Regions from separate parts of the Zea mays genome. Here region 2 is linked to region 1. A link is a contact called in public Hi-C data. All regions are on one chromosome and are shown on one strand. Each heading gives the region's core, a stretch centred on a gene start, on an enhancer-like site or on the middle of the called end of the contact. The rest is flanking DNA. Distances are from core to core; before and after follow the strand shown.

Region 1 (3,567 bases), core at 532-3,031:
ATATTCATTTTAATGCTTTGTTCTATATCATTTTGTTCTTGAGTAAAACTAACTGTAAACCAAGCATTCATTTGTGAAGGAGAATTGTGGGTTCACTCGTTGGGTAGATCCTAGTTCGATTTTTCCGCATGCGGAATACATATCCTACCTACAGAATAGGATATTTTATCTAGAGAGGGAAGTAAGCAACATAAATGAGAAGGAAGGAGGAGACAACAACAATGAAGGTGGTTCATAGGTTCAAGTATGCTCAGATCCATATTGCTGCTGCCCTTGTCACAACACGAATGTTGGTCCTCCACCTTCTCCACCGCAACCACAGCAGACAACAACAATGAGAGGATACTGTGGAGAAGGGTCCACACAATTTGGAATGTGGGAGCACTACTAGAAAACTCGTTTGTATCAATTGCTTTAAGTGTGTTGTTTTTCTTTATTAATTGCTTCAAGTCGTCTTAATCAATTGTTTGTAGTGCACAATTTGAATATCTAATAAGTAGTTCGTTACTAAAAAAATTGTTCGATGGTAAATAATACATAATAAGAAGTTTATTACTACATAACATCATATAAGCACCTAGACTACTGAGTGCAACAGGGCCATTTGCCCTTGCGAAAAGCATCAGGGTTCTCCTCCATTGCGTCCTTTGCACGACGTGCACGCTCAAGCTTCCTCTCCTTCTCCTCCTTGTATTTAGTAACACACCTCATTTCCTGCTCGTCTACCCGTTGTTGCTTGGCAGCAAGCTCCTCTCGTCTTTTCTCTATCCTTTCTTTGTCCTCCGCGTCTCACTTCTTAAGATTCTCCAAACACTTCTTGTCTTTCTGTGACATTTCTGTGTCAATCCACTGCTCAAAATCACAGAGTGGTGGAGGAGTCTACAATACATGCAATGATTAGTACGCAAACACTTAGATTTCAAATTGTTAACATACTAAAAATTTATTCTCACCATTAAATTAATTCGGCGCTGAACAATTGTTGGCTCAAATGCATAGTTAGCACACATCCAATACCTTTGTCGATACGTGTCATGATCCTCAGACTTGTCAACCTTGCAAGGATCACCACAAAAACACGTAGGCACTGGAACACCAGTTGGCAAAGAAAGCAGGTCGAAGGCAGTTCCGGCCAATGGACCCTTCCTAAATTTCGATAAGTATTATAAGACTCATAAATATTAGTTATTACATTTAATACAACGCTTACCTTTATTTAGCACTTTTACCACGTCTAGACATCCTACAATTCAATAATATGATGATCAAAAGTGATTATAAGAATGATTCACAAACGATAACCATAACCCTAATAATCAGACATAGCAAAAGGCCATAAAAGGGAGGAAATTACCTTGATACACAGGAACAATAGATCCAAGTCGTCAGGTTGATATTGGTCGTTTGGTAGAAGAGAAACTATCGGTCGAAGTTCGATATTTGTAGACACAGAGCTCAGCGCTGAGATCTATGGCGCCGAGGTCGGCGCTGACCTCTGGCCACATTACCGCCACGTAGAAGCCACACAGAATGTTGTACACATCAAAGTAATTGGCGTCGAGACGTACTAGCTCGGCGCTAATGTCGATGGTGTCGAGCTGAGGGTCTAGTTTTTAAAATGAAACCAGAAGGGGCGTATGTGTGAAAATAAAACCTAAAAAAGACTAAATTACAAAAAAGACGGAAGCTATTTCTATTCCATACCAATTTTGCCAAAAATCAAATAGAAACGGCTCGTGGAGTTCCCAAATATACGATTTGGAATTTGGTGGAAGGAACGGTGATGATTAACCATCCGATATGGCGCGAAGAGCCCAAGAGCCCGATCCGCATCCTGCGGTTTCACTCGCCTCCGATCGCTGGATCACTACGCTGACAATCGGCCCCATACGCGTCGGACCCACACGTCATCCACACGAACCCGCTGCCAGGGACCCACCTCGGCTCCGTTTCATTCATCGGTTCCTCCCCTTCCGCCCCGCTTCCACGATCGATTCAACTTGAAGGTCCTGAACCACCCAACCGGTAACCTCCTCGCCGCCCCCGCGTCCAATGCCACCGCCACCGCCGTCGCCGCCGTCGCTGCCGTCCGTGTAGCGTCCCCGCGGCGATGGGCAACACCTGCGTCGGCCCCAGTGCCGCTGGCCGCAACGGCTTCCTGGCCAACGTCACCCTGTGGCGGCCCCGCGGCGACGACCCCGCGCCAGCCCCAGCCCTACCGCCGCCCCCCTCCCCCGCCTCCGACAAAGCGCCCGATCCCGTCACCATCCCAGAATCTGAGCATTCCTCCCACCACTCATCCCGATCCACCGACCTGCCACCGGCCCCTGCCTCCCAGCCGCAGGACAACCCTACGGCGAAGAAGCCCGCGCCCAAGGTCAAGCGCGTCCAGAGCGCGGGCCTCCTCGCGGACTCCGTGCTCAAGCGCGACGTTAACACGGCTCGGCTCAAGGACATCTACACCATTGGCAAGAAGTTAGGTCAGGGTCAATTCGGCACAACCTACCTCTGCGTCGAGAAGGCCACCGGCCGGGAGTTCGCCTGCAAATCCATTGCCAAACGGAAGCTGCTCACGGAGGAGGATGTCGAGGATGTGCGCCGCGAGATCCAGATCATGCACCACCTCGCGGGTCATGCCAACGTCGTCTCCATCGTCGGCGCCTACGAGGACGCCGTCGCCGTGCAGCTCGTCATGGAGCTCTGCGCTGGTGGGGAACTTTTCGACAGGATCATCCAGAGGGGGCACTATTCCGAGAAGGCGGCCGCGCAGCTGACCAGGGTGATCGTCGGCGTCGTCGAGGCGTGCCACTCACTCGGCGTGATGCACAGGGATCTTAAGCCGGAAAATTTCTTGTTTGTCAATCAAAAGGAGGACTCGCCCCTGAAGACCATCGATTTTGGACTGTCCATCTTCTTCAAGCCAGGTATATGGCATCGATTCCTTGACTAGCAATGCAGAACAATTTTATTTAATTGTGAAGCTGTTTTAGTAATGTGAACAGTTGAGCTGATAACTGTGGCGACAATTGCCGTACGGTTGTTACATAATGGGGGAATTTTTCGTACGTACGTAGAGCACTGTTGTGAGCGTCCATGCAAGAGGCCACCATGTGATCTCATAACAAAATATAGATCAACAACTGTTACATGCATAGTGGCGTGTGTACTTCACACAATGGTTGCATCACTTTTACCATTCAACATTCTGAGATCACTTGTGCTGCTGAACTACATTGAGCAAGTAGTCAGTACTGGTTTTATTTTCTTCAATCTCGTTATAATATCACTGCAACTTGCAGTTGGGAGCATCACCCCAGAACTTATGAAGTTCCTAATAAGGTTTGCTTGTGTTCTTATATTCAATACCATTCAGCAACATCTCCATGGCTAAGAAAGTTAGAATAGACCCATTTACACATTGATTTACAGTAGGTGAATTAACACCAGGATTCTATGCTTAGCACAAATCCTACATAATTATATCTGTTTTTAAGGAAATATGAGTTGGTGGAAACCAAACATATGAATGTTATCGCATTCTTTTACCACATGCAGTCCTAATTCCTA
Region 2 (3,567 bases), core at 377-2,876, 200 kb before region 1:
CACCTCATCCCCCATGAGCTAATACTAGTATAGTCATGAAGAATGAGCTGATTCCACCAAAATTCGTGAGATAAAATCATGATGCACCACCTCATCTAGGATAGGATGGTTTCTCATATCAAACACCATATTACGTTCCACACAAACAAAATTTCTTAAGGTAGATCCAGTGTCGAAGGCTCTTACATGAATGAGGTGCAAGCCTTCCCCGCAAATGCGGAGAGGCTGTTTCGAAAGCGTGACCTAATGACTCAGTGAGACAGCTCTCACCACCTCACCAGGCCTACCCTTCTTAAGCTGGAATGTCTTAAGTTGAAGAAAATCAGTTAATGAACTTCACCAATCAAATTACAAATTTCTCACCTAATTGTAGCCTATGGAAAAATTTAGATGGAATAATTTAGGTATCAGACATCCATGGATATTGTACAGATGGAAGCACACAAATATAGACTGACAATCCAGAAAGATATAACAGAGGAAGCAAGCAATACCATATTAAGCTAACGTCAACTCACTGCCTACATCCAGTTCCCAATCGAGACACCAAAAACATGCCATATGACTCCACAACAACATAGCAAATCCGCATAGTCTTTTGGATCTAGCTGTCCATTAAATTTGTCCTTATACATGTGTTGTTGTCACTCCATCATACAGAAACAAGACAGCAAGTTATACCTGATACGTGAAGTTGACCAGCGTGGGGCCAGGTCCAAGACCACCGGTATCCACCCCGAGGCCGTCCTTCCATTCCGCCGGTATGGCCGGACCGCCCAGGCTTCGAATGATCGCTGCTGCCGTCTTGGCCGACACCGGCATGGAGGGGATACTCGGAAACCGCTGCTTGACTGCCTTATCGTCGAACTTCAAACGCTCCGCACCGCTGGTGGCGGCCCACCCGGGGGTGAGCGGATCGCCGGGGCCGCCGAGAAGAACGACTCCTCTCTCGACGCCGCCGTCCGCGTTGCCCGCGATGAGCACGGCGACGGCTCCCTTGTCCGCAGCGCGCGCCACAACCCCGCCGCGGTACCCACCCCCGCGGCGCGCCACCGCGACGCGGCCGCGCACGCCCACTCCAAGCCTCTCGAGCACGACGTAGTCCTCCTCGCGGCCGAGGTTGACGAACACCGCCTCCGCGACGGCCCCGCCGGACGGCGCGTACGCGTGGTACGGAGGCACGACGCGGCGCCCCTCGTCCGCGGGCTCCTCGAGCGACAGGCGCGCGAGCAGGGACCCGTCGGGCCGGAGCAGCGCGAGGGAGGCGTGCCCAGGGTACGAGAGCAGCGGCTCGTACTCGCGCGTTAGGGTTTGGAGTCCCGCGGCGCGGAGGCGGGCGAGCACGTGCGCGGCTGCACCCGCCGACGCAGGCGTCCCCGCGAGGTGCGGCCCCGCGGTGAGCGCGCGGAGGTCAGCCGCGATGCTCGCGTTGGCCCCGGGGGACTGCGACAGGAACAGCCGGGACCGGGAGGGATCAGTGAGTCGGTCGCTGGCGGCGGCCGCCGCCACATGGGGCCTCCCGGGGCGGCGGTGGAGAACGAGCAGCGAGACGAGGAGCAGCAGCCCGAAGGCAGCTACGAGCCGGACGGAGCCGGGGGGCAGACGGGCCAGGACGGAGTGCGGCATTCCTCAGGCCCTGCGCGGCACCGGAACTGACCGCACACGCCGGTTCCGGCAGGCTTTGCGACGGCGGAGGCGAGCGAGTGACGGAGTGAGCGTGTGAAATGGGAGCTCGTGAAATGGCGAGGAGGGACAGGAGCCAGGATGCTTTCCTGGGTGCTTCGGTGTGTATCACTACCACCGTGCCGCCGTACGCAGCTTTACGCCCCGACCCCCGTTAATGGAGCTTTTCCGTTGCCACTGCACACTCCATCAGTTGAGCTGAAGCGACTGCGGTCCGGGTCAGGTACTCCGGCACGTTCATTCAGGTGTCCGCACAGTCGGCGCACACGCAGATTGGCTGGGTCCGGCCGGCATCGGCAAGAGCTCTCCTGTCTGTTATCTCGCCACAAAAATAATATGGCATACCTATAATATAAAACAGTATTTTACATGATCACATAGATTAGTCGGTTAAATAAAAAACTAACTTTAGAAAAATAGGTAAACTATGATAATTAGATAACGAATCAAACATGCTCTAAATTTTTAGTGACTTTTGCATGACCGGATTAGGCACTTGAGCTTAGGGTAGAACCAACAGGTAGCTTCGATAGGCCCCTAACTATCCTAGAATTTGGTTTAAAAACAAAACTATTTCTCATGGTTTAGACATAAGGAAACAAATCTATACAGTTTGGAACCTAAATTGATGAATTAAATGTGTTATGATCATTTTGTTATTTTCTGTTCTTGAACTGAATTGATGGAATTTATATATGTGGTACCGAATTATGGGCGATATTACATTTAAAATATTTTCTTCTTAACTACTCTAGGTTCAAATTCTAGATCTGCCACTACTTGGGCTCATAGCCTGGACCGGGCTAGCCCTATGTGCCTCGTCTCATGGCATCATTTACGCTACTTAGGTTATGTCGGGACGATAAATTCTAGTTTGGTATTGGTTTGTATTGTCATATCATTGCAACCCAAGGTTGGACTGTGCACTAATCTCTTCTCTACTACTGTAAATTACCTGTTTCCACCATTTCCCCACATTTAAATAGTAAAAAGAGCTAAAATTATGCACATATATAGATTTAAACCATGGTTGTTGGCTCCAAACATACATTCACAACCACGTAGCCAACAAAACACACATGTCTTTGGGTGTTATACTTTATACTCAAGCGTGTATAGAAACCATAACAACGTACAAATACCTAACTAGTTCCTCTAACTCATGTCTTCTCATCTAAATTCTAAACACAAATATCCAGTGAGTTTTTATGGTTCATGCAACGCGCGCACTCTAAAAAAGACGAGGGTCTATCTTGTCGGCAACCGAAATAAGTCTACGTGGTTGGTACTTGCACTCACACTTTGTTGACAACCAAAATATAACTCCAGAACAAGGGTTTGTCTTGTTTGCTACTATTTTAGTGCTGTAACATTCTAAGTCTCTGACCACAAATATCTTCATTGTGTTGGATGTGTATTCTACATTCGGTTAACATGAACCGAATTAGGCTTAACCCAACTAACTCCCTAATCCACACGCCCTTGATTTGGGGGCACCTAACCTAATGTTTGCAGCCCCCAGCTCACCTTGCACCATATAAAAGGGATTAAGGGGCCGACAATATTATCTAACACATAAGCCACACCCAAAACTTTAATCCCATAACCGAAGAGGCTCCCATTGCCTTAGCGCATGTAGTGTTGAAACCCAAATGACGACATGCAATGGAGAACCAACGAGATTCATCCCTGAGCCCTCCGTGCAGGTTGCTGGTGATGGTGGACTCACTAGCACCGATGACAACCAAGGCGTTAGGACTTCACTACAATCGCAAGGATGTGATGGCCAAAGAGGAGGAGGAAACGCGCTGCAAGACGCCACCACCATCGTTGTCGTGGCCATGAACAACAACAACAAAGGTATGTCAACCATAACATCTTAGT

Evidence for each region. A called contact is a pair of places that touch in the nucleus more often than the background predicts.
Region 2: a Hi-C map of tassel shows a contact between it and region 1, with 2.3 times the contacts expected there. The contact joins the promoter of VP8 here to the promoter of LOC103644148 in region 1. A contact is called at or near these places in 4 of 25 Hi-C or Micro-C datasets (ear, endosperm, leaf and 1 more).

The regions. Positions count from the first base shown.
Region 1 is chr1:292,933,946-292,937,512 of Zm-B73-REFERENCE-NAM-5.0, reverse strand. It overlaps LOC103644148 (calcium-dependent protein kinase 11), which reads left to right and starts at 1,781. Exons shown (of 8, transcript XM_008667344.4): 1 at 1,781-2,924. The coding sequence starts at 2,111.
Region 2 is chr1:293,130,532-293,134,098 of Zm-B73-REFERENCE-NAM-5.0, reverse strand. It overlaps VP8 (Probable glutamate carboxypeptidase VP8), which reads right to left and starts at 1,626. Exons shown (of 10, transcript NM_001127252.1): 1 at 682-1,626. The coding sequence starts at 1,626.